3 separate regions of the Mus musculus genome follow, and regions 1 and 2 are each linked to region 3. Evidence: chromatin contacts called from public HiChIP or PLAC-seq and promoter capture Hi-C data. All regions are on one chromosome and are shown on one strand. The core of a region is the stretch at or near the end of the contact, and the rest is flanking DNA. Distances in the headings are between cores, read along the strand shown. Region 1 holds the start of Zdhhc23 (zinc finger, DHHC domain containing 23). Region 2 holds the start of Ccdc191 (coiled-coil domain containing 191). Region 3 overlaps Gap43 (growth associated protein 43).

Region 1 (4,236 bases), core at 1,570-4,069, 1.7 Mb after region 3:
GTATATACCATGTATCACATGTGTGCCTCGTACCCACTGAGGTCAGAGGACCATGTTGGCTCCCTTGGGACTGGAATTACAGGCAGTTGTAGATTCACGTGGGTGTTGGGAATTGAACCCTGGTCCTCTGCAAGAGCAAGAAGCACTCCTAACCTCTCTACTGCCAACAGCCTGTTAGTCACAGGCCCACAGCTTCATGCAGAGGCCTTCATGAGTTTCACCCATTTCTGATTTACTCGATGCCACCCAGACCACTCTGGAAACTTAAGATGTCTGTGCTGACATTTGAATGATTAAATATTGGAGGTTGTTAGGAGGTACGGGGTATGTTTTTCATGTGAAGACATTCTTTGGAGGGGGCAGAGGTAGACTGCAAATGATCCAATATTAGTGGCTAAAATTCATGTAGTTCAAACCTAACTCTCGGTGCAATCTTATTCAGAGGTGGGGCTCTTGGGAAGTGTGAGGTCAACAGAACACACTGTGGATGAGATTAACATCCACACAAAAGAAGACCAAGAAAGGCAGGGTTTTCATCCATTCTGCTGGGTGGGGATACACTGAGCAGATACCACCCATGAGGAAGAGGGGCCACACTAGATACTAAATCTGCCAGCACTTGGACTTTGGGTTTCTCCACCTTTAGAACCGTAGACAGTCCACTTCCATCACTTGTAATGTACCCACTCTGAAGTATTTTGTTGCAGCAGCCTAAGTGGACTAAGACAGGCGAGAAAGAAAAGGTAGTTTAGGTAAAAATAACTGTAGGCTTTTTTTTTAAAGGCACGACACACCTTAAAGTGAATGGGAGATATCACCTGGAGTCAGAGAGTAGTAGGAGTGGTGGGAACAGGGCAGCCTGTCTCCAGGAAAAAAGATAGGGCAGAGGAGAGAACTCAGGACAGCTCAGGCCCCAAGGGCTAGGAGAGAGGAAGAGTTAGCAAAGTTAGTGGCAAAGCCATGGTCCTTCCTGAATGATGGCCATTATGGAACTGGCATACACTCTCCATTCCTTAGTGCAAAGTGCTCTATTTTCCTCAGGATGGATTTTAGACTAAGTCTCAAGAAGCTATATTTAAGGCTACCTATTTAAAAAGAAATACTATAGAAAGAGACAAGGAACAAAGAGGTAATGGGCTTTACCAGTCAAGAGTGACAGAAGACTGCAGTGGTCCCCATGCAAAGCTGTTCTTGGCCTGATTAACAATCTACAGTCACCATGACTGTGTAGCCAGAAGGGACAATTTCTGGGAAAAGCTTGTCTCCAACATCCCTCTTCCTATCACTTTATGCCTTCCATAAGCAGATGTTTAAAATATATATATTTAGAAAAATGGCTAAAAGCAGTTTATTGCTGCTTGATACAAACTGGTTTTAACAGAGGTTAAAAACTCTCTTTTTAGATAGCAATCTCCATCGCTGAGATTGTGGTAAAAGTAAAGGCCAAAGATAAGACAATATTCCAACCAGGACTGTGTTGCTACACACAGAAAAACAGTCACTCCCCACAAGGTGTACATGGCCTCTCTCTCTGGAAATACAGGGTGAACTGAGAACAGAGAAGCTATCTTTTACCCTTCAAGTTCATGTGACCACGTGAGAACAACCCCATGCATGGGTCCTACTAAGATCACTGAAAATACAGAACTTTCTGGAGTGTCCATTTAAACTTGCAGTGTGTGTGCTGGATTGCGTTCTTATATACATCTAATCTACCCTACTATCCTCCATGATCCTTTAAAATGAAAACTGTTAAAATCCTCACACCTGACAGCAAAAAACCAATCCTCTATTTTAGATCCTTTGGAATAGCAAGAACAAACCTCAGCATTCTGGACGGCAAACCTGAAGGAATATATATACATATGTAGGTCTCAACAGAACCAGTGGGGTCAGCATCTGGAAACTGTAAGCTTACCTGTCACAGCCTTCATCGAGGTCTTGACAATCACACAAACAGGCAGCCACGTGGTTCTTTTCCCCATTTCGATCTATGTATTCGCAACAGCACAGGGGCTCCAATTCAGGTTCTTCGGTTTTCTTTTTTTTGACTGGCTTCATATTGCCCTTTAGTGTACGGATTTGTACCTGTCACCATGAGGCATAAGAAGCTCACAGAAGGTAAAGGTGGCAAGAACTCAACTCACATCCTGTAAACACATCCTTGCTTCTCATTAACGCCAACGCCTGAGCAATAAAAAAATGAAAAGGGGGGAAGGGTCCTGCTTTCATCAGGCTTTTCGGGCTCCGCGTGGCCTGACAGGAGGGTTCCTTGACTTCTGGGGCTCTGAGCACCTTCCCCTCCCCTTCCCAGCTAGGCTAGCAACATCTGGGCACCAGCCGTTCCCATGGCGACAGCCGACCACGCGGCCCGGGACAGCAGAGCTAGGGCGGCCCAGTTCACCTGAGGGTGCCGGCTCAAAGGGCCGGGCTGTCCCCACCCCAAGGCTGCGCGCCGTGGAAACTCACCCTCGCAGGTGCAGGCAGCGACGCCCTGGCGCTGCAACCACCCACCGGCCCGGGGATGCCAGGAGCCCCAGCAGCCCCGAGGTCGCCCGTCCAGCCCACTCCGAACCCGCCGCTCCGAGGGCGTGGGCGGGCCTGGAGAATGACCTTGGCGGGGAAGTTACCTGCCCTCCCGACAGAGGCGGGGACCGGGAGGAGGACCGACTCCCCTGGGCGCGGCTGAGCCTGCGACCCCGCACGGCAGGCTCGGGAGTGCCGGGCGGAGTCGCCCACCTGTGAGCACCGCCGGTGCGCGCGCCTGCCGAGCGAGCCAGTCGCCCCCGGTCGCCGCTCCGCAGGTCGGCGCGCGCTTCCGGGTGCCCCGCCCCCGGCGCCGGGATCCCGCCGCCCGCACGTGCGCCGCCTGCCCACGAGGCCCCTCCCCCGCCGCGCTCCGGCCGGGCCACCTCGCACCTGCGCCGGGGCCCTCGCGGTGCCGCCGGGGTGCGGGATCGGACCCCGGCGCTCGCGCGCCGCCAGAGTTCCGCCGGTCGCCTGCGGTCCTCCAGCGCCGGCAACAGGCGTTGGGGTTCGATCCGCACCTTGGCCGCCTTCAGAGGTGCCACCCCACGAGTCGCCCGCCTTCCCTTGAGGCCCGCTGTGGACCCCAAGCCCGGCTTATCCAACTTGTTCTCGCTCGCGAGTCCTGGAGGATGGAGCTGCTTTCCAGCCAGGCCTCGGTGGTACTTTTGATTCAGTAGTCTGCACATTTGCAATGAAATTGCCCAAGAGAGTCCCCTCTGGGTTTGTATTGCAGCACAAATCTGTAAGAACTATGGGCCTACGTACAGGTTTTCCCTACCCCAGGCTTTCTAGGTTTTGGTTTGGTTTTAAGCAGAAACAGAAGAAAAAACGACAACTTAAACATTTCCGGTTTTATTGAAGTCAATCCATACATAACAGATTAAGATCTCATTAATTCTACGTACATATTTAGTGTTTTATCTACAAAGTGACGTTGGTAATCTTTGAGGTATATGGTGAAGTGCTTTAAGAGAAACCACAAAAGCATTCACTTTGACAGTTAACATTTTTCTAAATTTAACAATCTGAAGTTTCTAATCCAGTCACTCAAACTCACAGCCAGAGACTTCCTATGTTCTTATCACAAACAAAACAGAACAGAACAGAACAGAACAAAACAAAGCAGAACAGAACAGAACAGAACAGAAGGTATTACTCCGAAGCCCCCTGCCCCAGGGAGATTAGTTAGGATTCATGAAGAGAAACCCTTCCCTTTAGCCAGTATTTTTATTCCCTACAGGCGTCTCAAAAACATTGTTAGCAATGACATTTGGCTTTGGTGACACTGAGGGAAAGGAAACATTGACTAAAGGCAATGGATATTCAATAAAAATAAATATATGTGCGTGTTCTAGAAAGACAGCTAGAGAACAAAACAATAAATACGTCCTGAACATTTCCTAAATCCCGGGGGACGCAGCTAATTTCAAGTCAAGTCGCCAAGTCCTTATTTTCACAAACCACTGGTGCTGACACAAGTGCCTGAGTGGTTTTCCCGAGAGCCCAAGCTTGCGCCTCTCAACTCCGGTCAGCTTGCATGCCCCCCAGTCTTTATTGCTGAGTGCAAGTTTGTGTCCAGCTTATAATTTGCCAGCAAGACAAGTTAGCTGCTACTGAAAAGTGATTAATTATTTTCTACCTGATGGGCCACCTCTATCATGGGTGTTGCTAAGCTGAATCTAAGCATTACTCATGGACTCAATTTGA
Region 2 (4,248 bases), core at 25-2,524, 1.6 Mb after region 3:
ATACAATGTTTCCATATTAACTGTGATAGTTCCCATTTTGCTACAGTGTAATTGTTCTTTTCCCATCTTGCCCCTCTACCTCTAAGCCATCTTCTCCAAATTGACAGCCTTTCTCCAGACTCATCCAAACATTTAAACACACTTGTTCTCCAAAAATGGACACACACTGTATTATATGCACTTCTCTGAACTCTGCTTTTCATTCAGGAAAAAATAGGCACACCTTCCAAAAAATCGCCATGAAACTAACTCTTCCAAAAGAACTAACTACCATTGAGACAGCGGAAAGTCTGAACGTAACACAGCCCATTCAACAATGTTCTTACTGGTTCACACTCAAGTTAGAGGGCAGGTGCTAGGTCTATGGGGCACAGCTTTCCTTATCATATTTCCACCAGTTTATAGTTTGGTTTAGATTCCCTGGCAGAATGTTTTACACACGTTGCTTTTTCAATCATTACAATACTCCCAGGGTTTAGGTACAATCCCATTTTGCCAGTAAGTAAGCTGAATTGCCAACAAGTGGCCGGGTCCAAAGCTCCAGTTCTGAATTTCTGCCCTGCCTTGAAAGCACACACGCCTTCAGTGGGCTGTTCATGACAACATCCAGGCATGGCTATTTAGATTCAATTTTCCCTTAGTTCCATTAGCCATCCCAGGAGCCCTAGACTTTCCTATTCGTATAGCTTCCCAAGTAACTGCTAAACTCAGAAAAACTTGCAGCTGAGAAGCTCATTCTCTGGCAGAGGCCAGGAGAACGGAGGTCCTTTTCTTTCTGAACTGTAACTGGCAATCACACTGGGAGACTCGGAGCTGGCAAAAGCCTAGACCAACAAGAAACCAAGTAATGACGAGGTGGGAACAAGACTGCAACGCAATAAAAAAAAAAAAAAAGTGGGCGCTATTCACCCTCCCTCAACAAGGAAAAGGAACACTCACCGGTTGATAACACAACTCCGCACCCTCAGGACCCTTAAACTCTTCGCAAGAGATAACACGTGTTCCGACTCGTAGAACCCTTGGCCCACTAAACCACGGTCTCCGCCGCAGAGCCAATCCGGAATTTCTGCGTCATCACCAAGCGCCAGAATTACGCAAAGGCCCTGCTAAAGAAGCCCAGTGACCTCCGCCGATGCCATAGTAACAGCGTGAAAGCAAGCTTCCCGCGCAACGCCTCCTGGGAGTAGTAGTTCCGGAATGTCTGACCCCTGTCTAGCTGCTAGGTGGCAGAACTACAACTCCCAGAACCACCTGAAAGCAGTCTGGGAGGAGGCGCAGTTGTCTCTGTTGTGGCCGAAGTCTAGGCCCGAGAGTGCAAAACGTGCTGCTGGCGCCCCAGGGAGGGTCCGCCTCAAAGAAGAAGATGGAGCTGAGTCGCTGGAAACGGTTATCAAGGAAGCTGAATCTCAAGGTGATCCCAGTCGGGAGCTTTGAGGAACATGGGCCGGCCCTAGGCGCCACACAGTCCTGAAGCCAGCCGCTTCCCGCCCTGCGCTTCCTCACTCTTCCCCCGGGGGCATCCTTACCTGGCCTTGGCTACCCTAGAGCCTGCACAGCCCTAGGTAGCGTGATTTAAGGAGCCAAAGGGTCTGTGTACTCACTACTGTGATGGGCTGCATCCTGTAAGGATTATTTCTATCTATGGAGAGGTCTCCTAGTGTCCATCATGGTGAGGGGAATTTGCCCCTAATCCTTACTCTGCCACCAATTTTAGGAAACTTTCCGCACATTTTCTTCTGCCCCCTTCAAATCTGAGTTAAGGGGTCTTTAAAAGGAAAAAAAAAATCATCACACGAAATTCTCTGACGTTATCCCTTATATCTTTCCCTTTCCAGTTTTACACAAGGTATCTAAAATGAACCCAGAAGTCCAGATGGTTGTATCTCAATACTTTATCCATATGGTTATCTCTAAATTTCACGAGCATTCAAAGTTAGAGCCTCCCTGTATCTCTTACCTCTTCTGTGTATTAGCACCTAAAGGCATCAGGAGGTTGAGGAAGAATTGGGGTGGGGGTGGGGGGTAATTAAAAATAAAAGAGACACCATTTAAAACTTGGAACATTACAAAAGTCACAGCCATGCAAAGTCACAGCCACACCAAGTGTGCCTTCCAGAATACCTCTTAACAGTCACAAAAATAGATGCTTTAAATGTAAAGGAGAGTATTGAAATGGAGGGGCTTCAGCTTTCAGCAGCAGAGCAGTTTCACCAGCTGCTCTTACCTTTCAGTTTTACTTTCCTGTAAAAAGAAAAAAAAATCCTCTTAGACGAGTGGCTTTTGTGGGGGCCCCAGGTAATCATTCTTGTGGGTTATCCTAAATATAGCAGCTGTGTGCACAGGGCACATTCCGCTTAGTGAAAACCATGCTCCAGATACCAGAGGGCACAGGCCAGAGCATTAGTGAGTGGAAACTGAGGTTGCTCCATTGCATAATAGATGGGGCCCGAAATAGCATATGAATATAGATTTGATGATGCAAGGCAAAAAAAAAAAAAAAAAAAAAATTGGGACAACTTAGAACTACAAAAAGAGGGATTTTTCCCCCCTGATAGTGCTCATTATTACTGTCTAGAGGATAAAGTAAAATCCATGAGCGCCTTGAAATTCAACTGTGTTTGAATAAGATCAGCTCTTTCTTTGTTGCCATGACAGTTATTTAGACAGAACAGCTGCATTAATTGTGTGTAAGGTGAGATGAAGGTGAAGTGTTAGGTAAGTGAGGGAGGATATTATACCCTTTACAGCAACTTTCTTGTGCCAGTTGATTGGTTTCTTGTCCCGTTGTTTTAAAAAAAAAAAAAAACAAACCCCGAATATTTTTGCAAAGCAAATCCCCTTGCTTACTCAGTGGCTGTTAGAGTTCTGTGAGCTTCTGGATGTCAGAGAACAGAGGAGGCTCCCTGTGGTCTCCATTTCTCAGTTCAGGTTAATAGCTGACTGATCTGGGTAGAGATTAATTTGTTTCGTTCGTTTTAGGCTTGGTACAACAGTACAAGTTGAGTAGTTTTGTTCCACACCCCCCACTCCTGTTTTATCAGACATCTCAGGTGTAGGAAGGACTGGAAGGCATCTGGCTACTTCTACAAACAGGAAAAGAAAGGACCATAACAGTCGTTAAGCAGAAAATGGCAGAAAGAGGTGAACTAAACAGTGTTTGTATGGGTTTCATGAGAAGTAATGTTTCTATACCCGAATATAGAATACATACTTCTATACGTTGACTCTTAGCCCTGGAGAACTAAGACATAAAAAAAAAAATGCTGATGCCTAGACTACAGACCTAGTACATTACAATCTCAAGGTAGCCAGGAGTGATAAGGATGTCACAGACAAGGCCTCCTGTTTCTTCTCCTGTGGTTTAATGCGCGTTCCCTGCTAGTCAGTGCTGAACTTGCCAGTGAAAAGTTGGGAGGAAAGGATGAAGGCTACCTTTCCATATGCTTTAGTGAGAAGACAGCTTAAAGACAGTAGTGTTGCTGAAGCTATTGCTATGCATTAATAGTTTGTATCTATTTCCTACAGTCTTCATTTGAGCCTGATAATGTGGGGCACTGGATTAAGGTAAGGCATTTCAAAATCAAACAGGAAGCATAAGGCTCAGGTGTCATGATAGATCTCCAGTGTGCATACAGGTGACTGTTGCTATTCCTGTACGATTTTGTATGTCACCTCAATTTTAGATTTTCTAACATCTTTCATTATTCTGTTGCTTTTCGTGAGGTGGCTTAAGTATAAACAAGAAAACAAGTCGATGCACATGCCTTTCCACTAGCATGAGCATTACATGAAGAAGCCAATAGAGTAAGAAAAAAGAGACCTTGGGAGGTAAAGTTGTAGCCTTCGTCAGACACAAGGAAGACGGTTTTGTACGTACTTCAACAAGAGGACCCATTGGCGAAAGCTACATGGCTATCACCAGAATTCATTAATGTCAAGAGCAGTCCAAAAATGGACTAAAAGTTTTCATTAAGAGGCATGTTTTCCATCACTGGGAGTATTGGAGTAAATGCTAAAATTTCACTTAATGTTGCACTAATAAAGAGTAAGCTGGAGCATCCATTGAGAGGGGGATTAGATAATCCGCACAGAAATAATGACTTCCTGACCTGTGATATCTTCCAGTCCTGAGATGTGTACTTTTTAACTCAGGTACCATTAAAAACACTTCATAGGCATACATCTGTCAACTTAGCAATTCATTGTAATCAGTTTATTTGTGTAGCACATAGTTCAAAATCATGTGGT
Region 3 (4,408 bases), core at 739-3,238:
GGATTTAGAGAAATGAGGAATATAGGAGGGGAGGAAGGGAAGAGGAGAAGAAGAAAGAGGAGGAGGGGGAGGAAGGGGAGGAGGAAGAAGAAGGTAGAAGAGGAGGGAGAGGAGAGTAAGGAGGAGGGGGAGGAGGAGGGAAAGGAGGAGGGGGAAGAAGAAGAGGAGGAAGAAGAGAAGAGTTGTCAGGTGTCCAGGGCTCCCTATTTGACCCTCCCAACCTGCCTGAGACCTGTGAAAGTCCTTATACTTCAGTGGATTCAGTCTACCTATCTGATGAATCAAACACCCCAAGCATCAAAGCTCTACCAGCAGATGATTATGTGCATTTTTTCTGATTTTCTGTTTCCCTAGAAAATGAAGCATCTGAGATTTGTAATCTAATTGCAGAATCTAGTATGGATGGGGTCTCCTCCCTGGACTTTGGCCTCTACTGTCACTGATTTTATCATAATTACATATGCTTAATTGTTTATATGCATTATCATAAATAGCCACTTCCAGTAGATCACCGAGCTGAAAAGGGAAATCCCGCTGGCAGCTATGGTCCTACGCTTGGTTCCTTACAGTGGAGGGTGCCTTTACTATATATAGTACCTATGAATTGACAAATGAATCATTTCATTGTCAAATAGATACTAACATCCTGTAAACGCCAGTCGATAACATGCTGATACCAGCTCTTCCTAAAGGCTGGCACTACACCATTCATTAGTCAGCAGAAAGTCACAGCTTCCCCAAAGCCTCTGTGATAAGGGAGGAAAGGATTCTAAAGGAATACCTAAGTTACCATTTAAAAAGTCACACTGTGAGTATATGTGAATAATATGATCACAAGCTGGTTGGAGGAAGAAAGTCAGATGGCTAAAAATAACGAAGATATGCAAATATATACACATATACACATTATATATGTGTGTGTATATGTATGTATGTATATATATATATATATATATATATATATATATATACATTGTGTGTGTGTGTGTATGTGCGCGCATGCACGTGTGCTGGCCTGCCCAGTGTCATCTTTCCACATAGTAGTTTCTGTGTGATCCTGGGTCCTTGCACAGCTGCCACCTCCTAGGCAGGGACCCATGGAAGCTAGCTGGAGGCTTCTCGCTATTCTTCCATTTGTGAGTGTGATGTCACGTACAGCCCCCGACACCACCCTATCCCACTGCCAGTCTCCGAGATTCATTCATGTTACTGGATGAATGAACAACCCTGGTGCCAGGTGTTTCCAAGCCAAGAGGAAATCTCACAGTATCTAAATTTCGCCACATGGATGGTAATTTCACTTCTTTCCACCTGCTTCATTTACTGTCCTCCCAAGTTTGGAGAGAGAGAGAGAGAGAGAGAGAGAGAGAGAGAGAGAGAGAGAGAGAGAGAGAGGACTGTGTGCAGTTACTCAAGAAACCTAAATAAATGTAAATGAATACTAATAATTCCGAAGGGTCATTGTTTTCAAATGGAGTCCCTGGTTTTGCCTTAGCTGGCTTTCTCTTTTGTAACATCTTCCATGATTCTTACTTAGTTTGCAAATGTCTGATTCTGCTGAGGTAAAGAAACCATCCAGCCCTTTGCTATGGTCTCCCCTTGTCCCGCTGAAGGAAACAGTGAACATAGCCTAAGGGATGCTAATGTGCCCTTAGCAGCCTCCAAGTCAGGGAAAAAAAAATGGAGACAGACTTCCAATTGACCCAGTTAGCTTTTCCCATTCTTTGTCACCTGCTGTGTAACCCACCCAGGTCTCTGCATAAGCAGCAGGAGCAAGCTGGTTGATTTAAGAAGACTAAGAAAGGAGCCCAGCCCATTGGCCCTCACTGTTCTTCTGAGAGGTCTGGGACAGAGGCTCGAGCTTTTGTTCTTCAAAACAAGCCTATGCAAGAAGCAATTACCTCCCAAACAAGAATTCCCTAGCGCTCTGAGAGAGCATTAAGACTAGATGCTTGCTGAATTGGAGGAGGGGCTCCACTAGTTGCAGACCTCTGGGCGAACACTAGGGCTGTGCGGGTGGGGCATCCGAATGATCAGTCTGTGCTCCGCCCTGGCATCCTTAGGATCTGGGGTCTCAAGCCACGCCCTCAGCCCCACCACCACTCCCCACCCCGGCAAGCTGAGAGGTGGGGGCTCTGAAAGACAGCAAGACAGAGACAGACAGAGAGAGAGAGAGAGAGAGAGAGAGAGAGAGAGAGAGAGAGAGAGAGAGAGAGAGAGGAGCATGCTGAGGCTGAGAAACAAAGCGATGAGATCACCCGGAAGGAGCCAGTTCCATCGCGGAAGACAGAGAATGAAGTGCAAAGTAGGGATGACCAAAGGAAACAGATGTCAAAATGTAGGGAGTAGGGCAGATCAACTAAAGCACAGAAAGGAAGCCAAAAATCAGTGTGTGCAAGAAAGAGCGGAAACTGCAGAGAGGCCAGTCAAAATCAGCGTTGCTTAGGGAAAAAGCAAGTTAGTTTCAGCCCCCTCCTCTGCTCCCCAAAGTCTGGGGTCTTGTCAGTTCCTTATTTTATACAGATTTTGTATATCAAGGGTAAGAGGGTGAGCTTCAGGGTGCCCCTGAATCCAAACCATCAGGCAGTGTGTTTAATTAATTTCTCATCTGAGTGTCCATAGAATGTCCACAGTTTTTCTAAGCTCAGTGCTGCCTGTTACTTCTGTACCTCTAGAAAAGTGTCTTTGTTATTAGGCCGAGTTATTGAAAAGAAAAAAAAAAGATCAAAACATACGAAACACATAAACTGTGATAGGAGTGAAGAATTTGGTAATAACTGACTGAGAGCAGTCACCTAACCCAGATAACATTCAAAGGCACAACTTCGAAGGTAATTACAGGAAGGAAAGCCTGAAGACTGATACATTGCATGATGGGAGAAAAAGGGAGGGGTTCGATGCCAGGATGGTCTGTGGGCCTTAGGGAACACTCTTTGGACACTTATGGATGTAGTGACTGAGCCCACTAAGTGATCTAGATTCTTCTCTCTTCCTCACAGGGAACTGCCCAGTACCCTGGCTGTTCTGGATCAGACAGCACTCAGTAGTAAGTGCTGGTAGCTGAAAAGCCCTTTACCTAACGTTTCTTTCTTAAGCCTGAAGATGACCATATGACAACTGTATCCTTATGCCTAAGCAACTCTCCTCGTCTGCACTTACAATTCAATGTGGCTCTTTCTCAGGTGCCTATTAATTTGACTCTTCTCTCTATCCAGTCTCCTCACCCAACAGTTCCTTCTACCATTTAACCAGGCAGCAAGAAGGTTCCCTTGAAACGCCATTTAGCTACCCTCTCTCCCATAACGTTGCTCTTGAGAATCGAATTCTGACACAAAGGTTTCAGGTAAACAGTAGGTTTGTAACCTTCCTTCTCACTACTGTTGAATTGGCTAACATAACACATAGCTCAGAGAGGAGGTGTGTGAGTGTGAGTGTGTGTGTGTGTGTCTGTGTGTGTGTGTGTGTGTGTGTGCGTGTGTGTGGTTTTATGCATACACCCCTTTTCCAATGAAATCAGATGTAAATAAAGGCTTCTGTCTTGTGGCAGGACCTGGCTTTTGCAATCTAGAATGCTCTGTAGCTATGATTCCTGGTATAAGATCAGACACATGAAGACCCTGTCACGATCAGAGGAAGGACTTATGGGAGCACATCTCTAACTGATGATTTATATGAATTAATGGTGGATGAGAGAGAGAGAGAGAGAGAGAGAGAGAGAGAGAGAGAGAGATTCTTTGGTGATATAGCCATTGGTACGGTACCCATGATCCTGTAAATAATCAGGTTTATTAAACCTGATTGGTATAAGTTTCCATAAGAGATAGACAGCTCTCCAGCTCCATTTTGGATGAACTTGAAGTTTTGCAGACAGATGAAGAAATTTTCACTTGTGTTATTATAGTGTGGGAGGTGTTTTAAGTTTTAAGGTTAACAATTGTCTTTTCTAAGAAGCTGTTCACCGCAAGGCCGTTTCTACTAACATACCTTTGTTTCCTGGGAAATGGAAGACTGCACTGTTACAAAGTTCAAGTTTAAATAGATTAAATGATTTTTCTTCCAACCCAGCTTCAAATGAGCAACAAAAATGCTCTTCCATCTACATCAGGGGTTTGTAACTTTCATTGTACATGTCTGCCAACTAATATAATTATAAGAAAAAGACTCATTCACTCTACCTCGAAGGCTGCTGAGGGCAGGAGTCTGCTCAGACGTACCCAGATGCGTTTTTTGATTGATTGCAGTCAGTGATCTATAGATTACACTGAGGACTGACTGCAACCTGAACCACACTTCTGTCTGAAAATATGTTCCTTGAATACATTGAAAATGGCTCTACTGATCAAGTAAGAATTTTCTATTTTATTCCATTGTTTCCAATGGACACCCAGAAGTAGCTATTTCCACAAAA

The links. Promoter capture Hi-C pulls out the DNA fragments that hold promoters and counts their contacts. HiChIP or PLAC-seq counts read pairs in DNA pulled down with a chosen protein or histone mark.
Region 1: a contact with region 3 is called in a promoter capture Hi-C map of embryonic stem cells, with 7 times the contacts expected there. The contact joins the promoter of Zdhhc23 here to the enhancer-like site in region 3. A contact is called at or near these places in 6 of 39 promoter capture datasets (the 3T3-L1 cell line, 3T3-L1-derived adipocytes, cranial neural crest and 3 more), 2 of 115 datasets of contacts at active chromatin or transcription factors (astrocytes and embryonic stem cells) and 1 of 9 other capture datasets (liver).
Region 2: a contact with region 3 is called in an H3K27ac HiChIP or PLAC-seq map of embryonic stem cells, with 4 times the contacts expected there. The contact joins the promoter of Ccdc191 here to the enhancer-like site in region 3. A contact is called at or near these places in 3 of 39 promoter capture datasets (the 3T3-L1 cell line, hippocampal neurons and liver), 2 of 115 datasets of contacts at active chromatin or transcription factors (astrocytes and embryonic stem cells) and 1 of 9 other capture datasets (adipose tissue).

What each region holds. Positions count from the first base shown.
Region 1 is chr16:43,976,990-43,981,225 of GRCm38.p6, forward strand. Zdhhc23 (zinc finger, DHHC domain containing 23) reads right to left here and starts at 2,820. Exons shown (of 5, transcript NM_001007460.2): 1 at 2,470-2,820; 2 at 1,919-2,187. The coding sequence starts at 2,061. It overlaps Gramd1c (GRAM domain containing 1C), which reads right to left. Exons shown (of 17, transcript NM_001359085.1): 17 at 3,361-4,236. It overlaps Gm46552 (a long non-coding RNA gene), which reads left to right and starts at 2,884. Exons shown (of 2, transcript XR_001781930.1): 1 at 2,884-3,249.
Region 2 is chr16:43,888,628-43,892,875 of GRCm38.p6, forward strand. It overlaps Ccdc191 (coiled-coil domain containing 191), which reads left to right and starts at 1,275. Exons shown (of 16, transcript NM_027801.1): 1 at 1,275-1,411. The coding sequence starts at 1,364. Qtrt2 (queuine tRNA-ribosyltransferase accessory subunit 2) reads right to left here and starts at 1,049. Exons shown (of 9, transcript NM_001356329.1): 1 at 940-1,049.
Region 3 is chr16:42,304,208-42,308,615 of GRCm38.p6, forward strand. The region is part of intron 1 of Gap43 (growth associated protein 43); the gene reads right to left. Among named protein-coding and RNA genes, the nearest start is that of Mir6540, 2.9 kb to the left of the region's middle. Within about 2 kb of position 1,989, at least 132 of the 459 cell types and tissues checked have an H3K27ac peak or open chromatin away from gene starts, as enhancers often do. A contact at or near this core is called in adipose tissue and embryonic stem cells, where this site is marked.